2 separate regions of the Sus scrofa genome follow, and region 1 is linked to region 2. The links are chromatin contacts, called in public promoter capture Hi-C maps. All regions are on one chromosome and are shown on one strand. Each heading gives the region's core, a stretch centred on a gene start, on an enhancer-like site or on the middle of the called end of the contact. The rest is flanking DNA. Distances are from core to core; before and after follow the strand shown.

Region 1 (7,609 bases), core at 1,053-3,552, 850 kb before region 2:
CTTAACTCTCCAGTCTGATCTCTTCTCTCAACTCACCACCCAGGTTGTGCTCCAGTCCTATTTAAACTTTGGTTTCCCAAATACATCATGATCATCTCTCTTCCATCATTTTTGCAGGATGGAAATTTTCAGAGACAAAGGTCACAGAACGCCTGATGTCATCCATTCTTTCTTTTGCATCCCTTAACTGGTAAGGTGAGTTGGCCTGGTTCTCTCCTTTGTTTCTTCCCAGGCTGCAAGGCAGCCTCAGTGGGCTCCTTTGGTTAATGGATTAAACTGCTTGCCTGCTCCTTTTCTTCTCTGGATGGTAGGCAAAACATTTGACCAGACTGAAGCTGTAAGAGTTAAAATGGGAGTTTGGGCTTTGGAGTAGAAACAGGCCTGATTTCATGCAAGGCTGTAAGACCTATCCAAAGAGAGAAGAATGCTGTAGTTTATGGGTGTTCTACAGTAGGCATGGGGACAAAAGCCCCAGCTAGTAATATGATATTACCCGCCTCCTCGGTGACCAGAAAGTCAGGGATGCGAGTCAGGAAATACTGGGTCCCTTGGTCAACTAGGAATCTTTTAATTTTTATTTTCTTTATATTTTTACAGCCATAACTGTGGGTATAGAAGGGCTACGAGTCATATTGGAGCTACAGCTGAGGCAGACACCACAGCCACAGAAATACCATATCCAAGCTGCATCTGTGGGCTATGCTGCAGCTTGAGGAAACGTGGGATCCTTAACCTACTGAACGAGGCCAGGACTCACAGAGACGACGTTGGGTCCTTAACCTGCTGAGCTACAAGGGGAACTCTGACAATTATAATCTAAACGTCTTCCCAGTCCACTTTCCCACCATCTCCTCCACCTGGTAAACTCCTGCTCATTCTTAAGTTCTTAACTTCTAAAAATGTATCTCACTAGCCTCCAAGGAGATTGCAAAGATTTTCAGGTACTGGACTTTATCCTTAAATCCCTAGTGGCTAGCATTGGTCATGACACGTCAATGAAAATAAAAAAATCACACACCTGGTTAAGTGTCAAGATGGAATTTGAAATGTCTGTTGCCAAAGATTCATCCACACTTCTTTCATGGGGCCTCCTCTACTTGTAGCTGGCTCTCTCTGTGCTCAGTCCCCAGTTGGTGGCCGCATGTGGGGAAAGGCTGAGGATAATACTTTATGGAAATGATCTATTCAGCAGTTTAGCTGCACTCTCACCCACATGGCTGTACTTAGAGGCACTCCCAGCACATGATTGAGTTTATTTTGCTCCTCTATGGCTTTGATATAAGAGTCAGAGAAACATAAAAGGAAAACGGGTTCAGTAACTAACAGCACAACCAAGGAGAGGAGGGTGCAAGGGGGTCATGAATCTGCAGAATTCTTCTCTCAGAGAAAGACTGTCAGCACAACTCAAAAGCCTTTCCGCACCTCACAGCCTCTCCCTCTTTTGAGACTGAGCCCAGCTGGGTTGGATGGTTTCCTGTAAGTCTTTTAGCAACAAGGGCGTTTAAAGCAAGAAAGAGGAAGAGAAAGTCGGAGAAAGGGGCGAGGGGCCAGGGCTGAGCCTGGCTGGCTTCTGTTCATAATTCAAAATGGATCACTAGACTCAGAGAAGGCAGAGCATCTCCATCTCTCGTTTCTGCTTCTGCTTTTCTCTCTGGGTCCGTGGGGCTAGATTTATCACTAAGACATAACCCAAGAAGGGAAGGGAGACTTTCTATCCTAAATGTCTGAAAAGGAAAAACTTTGAGGAAACAGCCAAGGGAGGGAGAGGAGAGGAAGCTGTGGCTCTAGCATGGGGAGAGGTGGAGGAAGGAGGCGGCACAACCCGTGGAATGGGAGCCGGTGGGCCGGCGCGCTGGCGGGCAGCAGCCACCCGAGCCAAGCCGCCGGCAAATTCGCGGGCGCCAATCTTGGCGCCGGAGGCAGTGCAGCCTCAGGCGCAGCTGGGCCTGGGTCGCACAAGGCCTGGCCCGGGAGGCCCGCGGCCGCGCCCCGGGGGCGGACCGGGGGCGGAGCAGCCCCAGGAGCTGGTCTCTCCCTGCGGGCGGCCCTCAGCCTCCCCGCCTCAACCAGCAGCAGCTACAGAAGATGCCCCACGGCGCCGCCCGCCCAGCTCGGGAGCCGCGGCCAACAGAGCAGCCGTCTGCCCATTGGCGGCAGCGGCGCTGCGTCCCCGCCCCCTCAGCGTCCCCGCCCCCTCCGCCGCCGCCGCCGCTTCCCGGCTCCGCCTCCTCCCCCTCTGGGAGCCGCCTCCGTCGCTGCCGCCGCCACCGCCGCTGCCGGCCAGGGCCCAGCCAGCGCCCGCCGCGCCGGAGTCGAGTCGTAGCCGGAGCCGCTGCCCGCGGCCCCGCCATGAGCGGAAGCGCCGCCGCCGCGGTCGCCGCCGCCGCCGCCTCAGGAGCTGCGGCTGCCGCGCACTTCCAGCCTCAGTCGTCGTCTCCCAGGCCGGGCCCCGCGGAGCTCGGGCCCCCGCGCCGCCCGCGACCCCCACCGCCGCCGCCCCGGCCCGAGCCCGCCGCCGCCGGCCGCCTCAGCCCTCTGGGCCACGGGCCTCTCCGGGCTGGCGCCCAGGGTGGCGGCGCCTGCGGCCGAGCGCCGGGAACAGGTACGGGGTGCAGGAGAGGGCCAGGCGGGGAGGGGCGTGGGTTGGTCCCGGGGTGGCCGGGGCGGGGGGGCAGAGGCGTGTGGTCCAGCCGCCCGGCCCCGCGGTGAGGGTGGAGCGTTGTCCGGGTCAGGTTTGTACTGCTCGGAAGCCCCCGGGAGCCCTGCGTCCCCGCAGCGCCGAGCAGCTCACAAAGCGTTTTCTCACCCAGTGGGGAACCCCCTCCCCTAGGGTGGGCAGGGCAGGACCTCTTTAGGGCTCCGCCGGGCGGAGGAGGAAACTGAGGGTTACTGGGGGAAGTGACTTGCCCAAGGTCACATAGCCGGCAAGAGTCGTAGCCTGGCTGGGACCCAGGACCACTCTGGGCCCGCGTGGGCCCCGAGCAGGGAGCGCTGAGAGGAGGAAGAGCCCCCGTCCCCGGAGAAGCGAAAGAGATTGATCGCGGAGGAGGGGGCGCTAGGCCCGGATTCCAGGCACGCCCACCCAGCCCTTTCTGGGCTGGTTTAGGAGGAAGGATCTGTTGTAGGCTGGGACCAAGGAGCGGGGGCTACCTTGGGGCTTGGTGGCGTCCTGGGGAGCCGTCTTGGGGAGCAGCAGGGGGAGAGACGCCTGTGAGGTTGTACTCCGGGACGAGAGCTTTCTTGAGTGAGTGGGTCAGAGCTTCGGAAACTTCTTATCTCAAGGACCATTTGGTCTCTTGTCAGGCCACCTTCCCCACCCCTGCACGGACTAAACTAATCCAGCTGGAATTAATAGGAGGCAGGCCTGCCCGCTTTTGTGAAGATACCCGTAAGATCCATAAGGTGTCTTTTTCACGAAATGGCCCGAGTTTCGTTCAGGCGCCAAACAAGTGTATGTTTGGCGCTTGTAAGGGCCTTTCTGCCCCAGAAAGCCCAAATGAGGTTTCCCCAGGTGGTCTGGACCTGTCCCACTTGGGGAACCCCCAGAGAAAGAACAGCTATCCCAGGCTTGAAGAGGGAAGGAAGTGAGAGATTGGGACACCCTCCAGCCTGGCATGGAACAGGGCCATGTACGGCATGGGATTCCCGTTTTCTTTCGAGTGGGTTTTTTTTTTTTTAATTTATTTTTATTTTTTTTAACTGTGGAAGCATCTAGGAAAGGGACTTGGGGTTCTAGAGGCAACAGAGAAAGAGCAGTGTTGTGGGCAGTGAAAGTCCTGTGGAGCTAGAAGACAGAAGCTGTAGAATGGGGGAACGGAGAGGTTATTTAGTCATTGTGGGGGAAGGGAGATGAAAGGGTTGCCGAAGGGAGGGGGACAGTGTCTAGTCTAGAGGAAAAAACTGGGCTGTTTCAAAGAGGGAGCCAAAGGTAATGAGCTTGAAAGGAGTCTGTAAGAAGTGGATGGTATCTTACAAGCTTGGTAATAGGTATTGGTCTGCAGTCACTTCATTTTCTTTGAGTAAAGACGGTTATAGGTACTCTTTTTAAATACATGTTTTAGCTTTAATACTCCCCACCCCCATTTTCTTTCTTGTTCTCAGGTTGTAGGCCTATAGTATTGTCTTTTGGAAGTAAGACTTGACAAAAAAGGGAAGGGAAAGACTAATTAGTAAATGCATTAATTAGGGCCCTTTGTCCAAGATGATTCCTTCTTGCTACCCTCCTAGCACCTCAGCTTTCCAGCTGTGGTGGCTCTTGGCAAGGTTCTTTGGGAAAAAGTGCCTGGATTCACACAAGATGGGTTAAATTTTTTTAAAAAAACTGAGAAAAACATATTTGACAGATACACATAAAAACATGAAAATTTACTTGTCAAAGACTTAAAATCAGGAAAATGGAAATTGAAACATCAGTGAGATGTTATTTCACACTCATCAGATTGGCAAAAATTAAGTGCTGTGATAACTAAGTGTTAGGTTGTGGGGAGATCACCCTTTATATACTGCTAGTGGGAATGTAAATGGATACAGCCACTTTGGAGGGTAGTATAGTAATTCCTAGTTGAAGGAGGGCAAACAAACCTATTTACCTGAAGTGTCCAGTTCTGGGCAAACACCCTGAAATCTTTGCATGCTTGTCCAAGAAAATAAGTGCAAAAGAAATATAAGAATGTACATTACCTCTTAAATGTCCACCAACAGGGGAAGACAGAGTAAGTCTTCCCCTATGATGGTCCCACACAATTGAATATTGCAGCACTGAAAAATAAACTATAGCCACATGTATTAAAATGGTTGCATCTTATAAACATAAGATTGGGGTTGGGAGCAAGCAATAAGGATTATTAGAGAGTGTTTCCACTTGCATAAAATCTGAAAACATGCAAAATAATATTGTCTGTGTACATACGTAGTAATGGTATAAAAACATGCAGAGTAACAACTGACACCAGATTCAGAGTAGTGATTATCTCTGGGAAGAGTAGATGAGGAATGGGATTGGTCAGGGTACAGAGAGGGCTTTAGTTATATCTAGTATTCTATTAAAAAAATCTAAATCAAATAATTGCAAATTAACATTTGCTTATTTTGGATGTAGGGTACAGAGATATTCATTATATTATTTTAAATATTTTTCGGATGTTTGAAATATTTCTCACATGCAAGAAATGTCTTGTTTACAGACCACAGTGTTTTTTTCCCATGATAATGAAACACTACCTACAGGCTCTAGCCCAGCACAGCCTATTAGGCATATAGGCTGGTGGTCCTTTTCTCCCTCCTTTCTGACCTGCGATGCCTAGTTTTGTGATGAATGACTTTTATTTTGGAACAGCTGATAGGCATGGAGAATTTCCCAGTCTTTCCAAACTTTCTAGTGGACCTAGGTCAACAGTTTGAGCTTTGTCAAAATATAAGTTCTTCAGGACATTCTGATCTGCCAGATAGAGGGAAGGCCCCAGAAATGTGGTTCTGAACAAGTTCCCCAGTAGATTCTGATGCCCAATAAAGTTTGAGAAGCCCTGCCTTAGGGCTGTGTTCCTTCTCAGCTTTGCCCAGCCTAGCCCCTGGGGTGCCTTCTGTTGTCCCTCCTGCATGACTGGGACTAATTTGGACCCATGTGATTCTTCTTTTGTAGGGCGTAAAAGAATGATAGGTTTAGAAGCCATTGAATATTAAGCCTTTCATAATCCAGGTTGTCTGTTCCTCTTCTTTTCACTTAGGGGCCCACCACCCACCAGGGTTATTTATCAGATTTCACAAACTTTAGCTACATGTGTCACTATATATGGTTCTATATTTGGGATAGGGCCAGAAAGTGTCTGAAGAAAAACTACAAAGTGAGGAGGTAAACCCCCAAAGGTAAATGAATGTGATCTTGCCTTTCTCTGCAGATGATAGTGATTTTTAGTGTTTTAGCTTAGAACATACAGTTATTTGAATCTGTAGTCAAAGATTAGGGGCTTTAGGAACAACTGATTATCCCTTTAGATGGAAGAGTTTCTTTTCTCCAAAATTTGCTAGTTTTCCTTTCCTGCTAGACTTTTTGCTCTAGTCCTAATATGTTTATGAATGAATTTATGTTAACGTGAAGATTTCTGGTAATATGTGTGAGATGCCTGCTTGTCTTCAGTGAGGTTCTTTCTGGAAACCTACTTTGGAGGTGCAGTGTGATCCCAAGTACACTTTTTTTTTTCTTGTCTTTTTTTTTTTGCCTTTTCTAGGGCCGCTCCCGCAGTATATGGAGGTTCCCAGCCTAGGGGGTCTAATCGGATCTGTAGCCACCAGCCTACGCCACAGCCACTCGGGATCCGAGCTGCGTCTGCAACCTACACCACAGCTCACGGCAATGCCGGATCCTTAACCCACTGAGCAAGGCCAGGGATTGAACCCAAGAAGTCATGGTTCCTAGTCGGATTCGTTAACCACTGAGCCACAACGGCAACTCCCCAAGTACACTTTTGTAAGGCTGTTGTATAGGTTTCTTAAGCTTGTGCCTAGCGCAGGGTACTTGTTTTGGCTATCGAGTAGGAATGGAAATCCACTTGTGCTCCACTTGTCAAGAGGAACACCTTGTGTGGAACTCTGTCCCCTTAGATGGGGCACCTTTTCCAAATCTCACAAAGGTGTTCCGTGAATGAGCATGGACCTGCAGCTTTGGAACTGTTGGTCCAGCTGGTACCCGTGCATACTCAGCACGAGTTCTGTGAAGAGGACTAGCTGCTGCTGGGCCTGGGGCTTCAAAAGAGTTTCCTCTATGTGAACTTTTTTTTTTTTTTTGGCCACACCTGTGGTACATGAGAGTTGCTGGGCCAGGGATCAAACCTGAGCCCTGCAATGATAACGTAGGATCCTTAACCCGCTGTGCCACAAGAGAATTCCTCCATGTGAACTTTTCATGAGAAGAGACCTACCCCTGGCTTTTCATCACCATGCTCAGTTGAACCAAAGAGTTAAGCTCAAATTTGTAAAATTTGTTATGGGCCTGGAGAAATATGTACAGAATAAACAATTTGAAAAAAAAAGATAACATTATTTATGGAAAGACAATGAGGGAAATCATTTAAAAGACAAAAACATCCAGTAAGTGAAGGAGAGAAACTAGCTCTGCGCCACATTTGCTCTTGCATTTTTACAGGGTTCACTTTGGGAAGAAATACAATGTTATTTTTCTCTTCCTATTTCCCCCTACACTAGCATTCCTGAATTTCTTAAGACCTGAGGCTTTTTAGCCAATTTTGAAAATATTTACCCATTTGTATTTTCCATTAAGTGGTTGTTTACGCTTCCTGCTGTTTCATTTTTTTTCTTGGAGAAAGAGGAAGGGGGAGTGCTGAACCAAGGACAGGACTGGACTTCCTACTGCTTTTGCAAATAATGGCAGTGTGTTTTTGAGAACAGTTGTCATGGAAGAGTGCTGTTCTGCGGGCTCAAGGGAGAGGTACAATTTGAAGTGGTTTCTGTTGTCTCTTTTATTATTATTTTTAAGATTGATTGAGGGTGATGGATAGGGATTTCCATTGTGCTTTTGCTTTCGTTTTGAAGGAATTTTTTTGAAGAAAATATATGTAAATAAAACTGAATATGCTTAACAAAAGTAGTCTTGTCT
Region 2 (6,716 bases), core at 2,464-4,963:
CCCCGGATGGTCAGCTCATTGCCTTGGTCAGCTGTGTTCTTAGAACCTTGGTTGGACCCTGATGCATGGAAGGTACATGGTAATATCTGAAGTAGACTGGCCTAGACAAGACAGAATGTGCTAATGACTGATCTGGTTGGGGTGGAAGAGGTCCTGGGAAGCACAAAGGACAGAAACACCATGCTAACTGAAGTCTGGCGTCTCTATGTCTACATCTTTATCTAACATCAATCTTAAGTTTTTGTTTTTTGGTTTTTTTCCCTTTGCTTTTTAGGGCTGCACTCACAGCATATGGAGGGTCCCAGGCTAGGGGTTGAATTGGAGCTATAGCTGCAGGTCTATACCACAGCCACAGCAATGCAGGATCCAAGCTGCGTCTGTGACCTACACCACAGCTCACGGCAAAACCAGATCCTTAACCCACGGAGCAAGGCCAGGGATTGAACCGGCAACCTCATGGTTCCTAGTTGGATTCGTTTCTGCTGCACCATGACGGGAACTCCCAATCTTAGTTTTATTTCACATTCCCTTTTTCCAAAAGTTCTGAATGTTTCCTTCTTTTCCCTTTTTAGATCTCTGTCGGGATTTCCTTGTACACTTCTCCACGGCATTTCTGTGAATCCACACGTCTCCCCTCTATCTCTGCTGCTTTCTCTCAGCATGTCAGAATCCAGATCTGCATCCAGGTGCAGGGCTGTGTTACAGCTCCCTCATTTGCTAAGTGCCATTCTCCATGGTGCTGTCTCTTTCTTGAACTCTCTGTCTCTGTGTGTGCCTATGTCTCTGGTCTGGGTGGGGAATGTAGACTATGACCCTGGATCGTGCCTTTGCAACTGGGAGTCTGCCAAACCCTAAAACAGGTTTGAGTTCCCAGAGTCTTGTTTCCTGAACCTCCCCAGGTTGGGACAGAGTGTACTCAGGACTAATTGACTAAGACACCCTCCCCCGCTCCACCTTGGCCTGGCACACGACCTCTCTGGGTTGTTTAAGGCAGTCTTTGTTCATTAGAGACTGTGTCTTAAGACATTGAGGGACATGCCTCTGCTTTATCCCAGGGTTGCAGAGGCGGGAGTTATTTGCTGGTAACGTAGGAGGAGAAAAAGCCCCCTACTCTTCAGACATGGATTGGTAGCAAAGATAGCTCACGGCCCTTCTGGGGCCTTGGGGGCTGACTTGTAGTTATGGCCCACCTCACCATCTGTATTACTCTCCTAGGCTGCTATAAAAAATTGCCACAAACTGGGTGGTTTAAAACAACAGAATTTTATTCTCTCATAGTTCTGGAGGCTAAACGTCTGAAATCAAGGTGTTGGCAGGGCCCTGCTCCTTCTGAACGCCCCTTGTGAGAACTCTTCCAGTTTCTGGGGGCTCCAAGCATTCCTTGGCTTGTGGCTGCATAACTTCAATGTCTGCTTCCAACTTCTCTTGTCTCTGTGTTGCTCTACTAGATGTCTCTTATAGGAACACTTATCATTGGATTTAGGGCCCGCCACAATAATCCAGGGTGATTTTAAGATTCATAATTTAACTACATCTACAAAGACCTTTTTCCAAATAAGGCCACATTCACAGGTTCTAGAGGTTAGAACATGGACCAATCTTTAGGGGAGTCACCATTCAGCCTACCATACTATCAGCCGTTTTGGAACTGAAGTGCATGCACAGGATGAGACATAATGAGCTTGTGTTAGAGCCCCTCATGCCTTCTGCCCACATCCCTCTTTTTTTTGTTGTTTGCAGCACCAGTGGCAATGCTGGATCCTTAACCCACTGAGCAAGGCCAGGGATCCAACCTGCATCCTCATGGATACTAGTCAGGTTCATAACTTGCTGAGCCACAACAGGAACTCCACAAACATCTCAAATTTAACAGGCCTCAAGCCAAATTCATCTGTCCCCAAAACCTCTTCTACCCACCCTCCAACCAGTGGCCTAAGCCAGAAATCGGTGCCATCTTTTCTTTCATCTTTTCCTTCACCTCGACATTTAGTCATTAAGCCCTATAGCCCTGTGGATTCTACCTTCTAAGCTTTTCATACACATTTTTCAGCCTAGCTCACACTTCCATGACCTCTTATCTGGACTACGCCCGCCCGTTAGGGGCTCATGGTGCTATCAGCCATCATGGGATTATCTGTCCTCTTCCACCCTTGAGCTCTTAGTGTGGTCTGTCCCACATTCACCTGAGACAGTGTAACCAGTCCTTCACCTACATGGTATCACCAGCTTCCTTCTGACCCATCCAAGGTACAGTCTGACCCCCCCAACTCTCTTTTTCCTCCATCAAGCCCTTCAAATTGTTTTTCCCTAATCGAAGTCCAGCATTTCTCCTTCCTCAGAATTCTGAGAATGTCAGTGAACTAGAAGGGACCTCAGAACCATGATAATACCCTGGTTCTTGGCTTGGGGCCCAGATTCATAGGCGTCTACAGTGGTAGGAATGGGGTCGAAAGTTTCTATCTAATATTTTGGGTTTAATAGCAGTTTTTTTCTGATTACAAAGTAATGCGTGTATGCTCAAGCAGAAAACTAAGGAAAAGCATAAAAGTCTAAGGGAATTTAAAAATCACCCTATTTATCCTATTTACCCCTTTAACCTCAGTGATCTAGTGCCTGGCACAGATTAGGTGCTTGGTAAATATCTGCTGAATGAATTATCTTTGATCCCATCACCCAGAGATAAAAACCACAATTAGTTTTTGATTGTTTATCCTTCCAGTCGTATATTTCTTTTACCTAAATAAGATCATATTGTGCAAACATCTTTGTGGCCTGCTTTTTTTTCTCTAGGTAATATACTACGTTTTCTCCATTTTGATAGCTTTTTTTACATCATCTTTAATACTTTCATATTATTCCTTCAAATGGCTGTACTATAATTTTCCTAGCCAATTCTCTACCAGTGGGCATTAAGGTGATTTCCAGTTTTCTGTTACAAACAACATTTTGCCTCCCATCCTAATATATATGTTTTTGTCCATAGATCTAATTTTTTAGGATGCATTCCTAGAAGTGGAATTTCTGGGTCATGAGAGTAGGCACATTTTAAGATATACATACTGACAAAAATGGCACTGTTCATTTACCTCCAGCACTACTGCCAGTTTTCGAAAAGACCTAAGAAAAATCTGGTACATTTTATCTCTGACTAGGTAACACAGATTAATCAACTCCAAGCTTTTGTCTTTGGCCAGAATTAGAGCAGTTCTCAACCACCAAGTTAGTTATTGACATTTGCCAACTAGAAGCTAAGTGGCTACCAGGTTTTGGATCAGTATGAAAGGAGAAAACATCAGTTCTTCTTCGGGGGCCAAAATATTAAAAACCTGGTGACCCGTGAGGGTTCCTAGTAGTGAAAGCACTGGGGACTGGATCCTAGAGTTTGGCATAGGCCCAGAACAGAACACATAGCCTAACTATCGTCCCCTCCTCAATTCTACGGGTGGAACACTGCGGCCCTGCCAGTGTCTAAACCTCTAAGTCTCCTGACTCAGAGTCCAGGCTATTGCCCCAACTTAGTACCACTCAGAAGACGACCACCCACTTGCTCCAGTCTGCCCTGCCCAGGCGCGCACCTACAGCGCCGCCCTGGTGGTGGGTCAAGCCCTAAGGAAGAGACCTGATGAGGTTCAACGCGCACAGCCTCCAGGCGCCAGGGGGCGCGCTCCCCCCTCCGGCCCCGCCCCCGAAGCCGTTGGGATTCGAATCTCCGGCGGGCTGCGGGAGGAAACGTCGATCCCTCAGTCCGGCATGGAGATCCCGGGTCCCAGCGCACGGTGCCCGGTGCAAGAGCAGCGTGCCCGCTGGGAGCGGAAACGCGCCTGCACTGCCCGGGAACTGCTGGAGACTGAGCGGCGCTACCAGGAACAGCTGGGGCTGGTGGCCACGGTGCGGGCCGGGCACCCTCCCGTAGGGGGCGGGGACCGGAGGGTGTGGCAGGGTCTCTGCGAGGTCGGTGACCAGGGGTATGGTGGGCCCTGGCCCATCCGCCTGCACATAAGGCTCTCGGGCGGACTTGTACACTTCCTAGCGGCACCTCGGCTTTAGCCTCCTCTGCGCACTACATACCGGTATTGTATTCTCTCCTCCCGCAGTACTTTGTGGGGATTCTGAGAGCCAAGGGCACCTTGCGACCACCAGAGCGCCAGGCCCTGTTTGGGCCCTGGGAGCTCATTTACCGCGCCAGCCAGTGAGTAGATGGGGCGTGGGGATAGAGAAGGAGGGGGAACCCTGGCCTCTGGTAGCTGCACGGAATTCAAGAGTCGGAGAAACCCAGGTCCACATTCAACGTCTGCCAGTTTTCTCCCCTGTGGTTTTGGCCCAGTGCCTTAACCTGCCCCAGTTCTCCACCTATAAAACGGGATAATAGCACTACCTCTGGGGCAGGGTTAATGAGGATTAAGAGAGGTGGTGCTTCGGTAGTTCTTGGGCTGCTCTTTCATTGTCCTGACCCACGCAGAGAGCTGCTTCTCCACCTTGAAGGAGGGCGCTGGGGACAGGGGCTGGAGGACTTCTGTCCCCACCTGGAGCTCTACACCCAATTTGCTGCCAACGCTGAGAGGTCCTGGACCACCCTGCAGGTAACCTGAAGATCTCACATCCTTCCCCTCTTCCTCTGTACATTTCCTCTAAATCTGGAGACCCAAACTCCATTCATACTGTTCCTGCATTTATAGAGCCCTGTGGGTGCCCCACCACCCTGTGCTAAGTTCCCTGTAGGGAGACAGGGTTCTCTCTGAAGCACACAGCTTCCTGAGGGCTGGGGATGTGTACATGGAAGAATCCAGTATAAGGAATGGCTTCTCTCCTTGCTGCCAACCCTTTCCCCATCACGCCAGGAGCAACTAAAGAAGAACAGACGTTTCCGGAGGTTTGTGCGACTTCAGGAAGGTCGTCCTGAGTTTGGGGGTCTTCAGCTCCAGGACCTGCTCCCTCTGCCTCTGCAAAGGCTCCAGCAGTGAGTCCACTCAACCTTACTCAACCAACTCCTCTTTTCTGTGTCTGCATGACTGCTGCTCTCAGTTTTGTGGGATTCCATGGGATCATCCCACTGTGTCTCTCCTGGACAAACAGCTCCTAAAAACCTTTTGCAAGAGTAAATGTGAACTCACTGGAGTATCTGGGCTCTGCAGCCTCAGGCCCATAGCTGGGACTGTGGAACTTACATTGAGGTAAAGGCCTTATACTAAGGCTAGCAACAGGGCTTCCGGAGATGAAGGGCTTACCTGGCTTGGAATTTCTGTCCTGAGTACAAGTTAAGAACTTATAGTCAGGTTGTCTGCAGCATCCTCCTTGGGTTGATAAACTTTCACCTTGGGATCTGGCCTCCTGAATTATGATCAACCTGCCCTAGACTCTTCAGTGTGGGAAAAGATGAGGGCCGTGTGGTATAAACCCAAGTTCTGAGTCCCAGACGAGAGGGGGATAAAACAGCCACAAGCAGATCTTTCCTGGCCTTGCAACTGACATATGTGTAGGGCGTGATTTGTGTGTCAGCGCAACTTCCCCTCAGAGACTTCCAACTGTCTAATTCCAGGTATGAGAATCTTGCTGTTGCTTTGGCTGAAAACACAGGCCCCAACAGCCCTGACCAGGAACAGCTGGCAAGTATGTTCTTGGTCCTCTGCAGCGGTCCTTGGGGACTGCTTCTCCTGTACCCCTTTCTGGCTCTGCCCTCCAATGTCTGATATGTCCCTGGCATCCAAAGACATGTTTACCTACCCTTCAAGAAGTCAGACTCTGACCCTGGTCCCCTCTGGAACGGCCTTTCACCATCACTGGTCACCCCAAATCAAAGCTGTGCTGAGAGCTGGGCGTGGGATGTCATTCCAGGGGCAGCCCGGCTGATAAGTGAGACTGCCCAGAGAGTCCACACCATTGGTCAGAAACAGAAGAATGACCAGCACCTCCAGCGTGTCCAGGCTCTGCTTAGTGGACGGCAGGCAAAGGGGCTTACCTCAGGTCATCTGCAGGCTTCCCCCTCACTCCTCCAACTGCCCTTTTCTGATCTCTTTTCGTCTCCACCACCAGCACGTACCCTCTGTCTCCTCAGCCTCCCTTTCCTTCTGTTCTGTGGATCATGGTCCTGGAGCTGTACCAGGATAACAGCTCTCCTGTCCCCTAGGTCGCTGGTTCCTACGCCAGGGCTGGCTGTTGGTGGTGCCTCCCCAGGGGAAGCCTCGGCCCCGAATGTTCTTCCTTTTCTCTGACGCGCTCCTCATGGCCAAACCTCGACCTCCATTGCACCTGCTGCAGAGTGGCACCTTTGCCTGTCGGGCTCTCTACCCCATGGCGGAGTGTCAGCTCCAGAGGGTCTTTGGCCACTCAGGAGGCTCTTGTGGTGGACTGCTCAGCGTAAGTAGTAGGCAAAAGCCCTAGGTAAGGGAGGAGAGGCCTAAAATAATACCTTAAGTGTCTGTGCACCATTCATCTCCTTGGCTTGGAGTCCCCTGAGGAACTGAACCACCTACATTGAGAGGATACTAGGCCTTGGGGTTCTTGGCCTGCTTCTCACTTCAGCCCTGAATTACCTCCATGGAGACAGCAAGGCCTTCAGCTTATGGCTGGAACTTTCTGAGCCATGTGCTAAGAGGTGGTCTCTCCCTAGCTGACCTTTCCCCATGAGAAGCTACTGCTTATGTCCACAGACCAGGAGGAACTGCTGCTCTGGTACCACAGTCTGACTCTGGCCATCTCGTAAGTTACCTTCCCTCAAA

Evidence for each region. Promoter capture Hi-C pulls out the DNA fragments that hold promoters and counts their contacts.
Region 1: a promoter capture Hi-C map of liver shows a contact between it and region 2, with 3 times the contacts expected there. The contact joins the promoter of RNF38 here to the promoter of ARHGEF39 in region 2. A contact is called at or near these places in 1 of 5 promoter capture datasets (liver) and 1 of 2 datasets of contacts at active chromatin or transcription factors (alveolar macrophages).

What each region holds. Positions count from the first base shown.
Region 1 is chr1:237,235,004-237,242,612 of Sscrofa11.1, reverse strand. It overlaps RNF38 (E3 ubiquitin-protein ligase RNF38), which reads left to right and starts at 2,302. Exons shown (of 13, transcript XM_013993658.2): 1 at 2,302-2,602. The coding sequence starts at 2,350.
Region 2 is chr1:236,384,639-236,391,354 of Sscrofa11.1, reverse strand. It overlaps ARHGEF39 (Rho guanine nucleotide exchange factor 39), which reads left to right and starts at 3,713. Exons shown (of 9, transcript NM_001195686.1): 1 at 3,713-3,888; 2 at 4,095-4,189; 3 at 4,460-4,580; 4 at 4,839-4,957; 5 at 5,537-5,607; 6 at 5,833-5,961; 7 at 6,125-6,354; 8 at 6,608-6,696. The coding sequence starts at 3,751.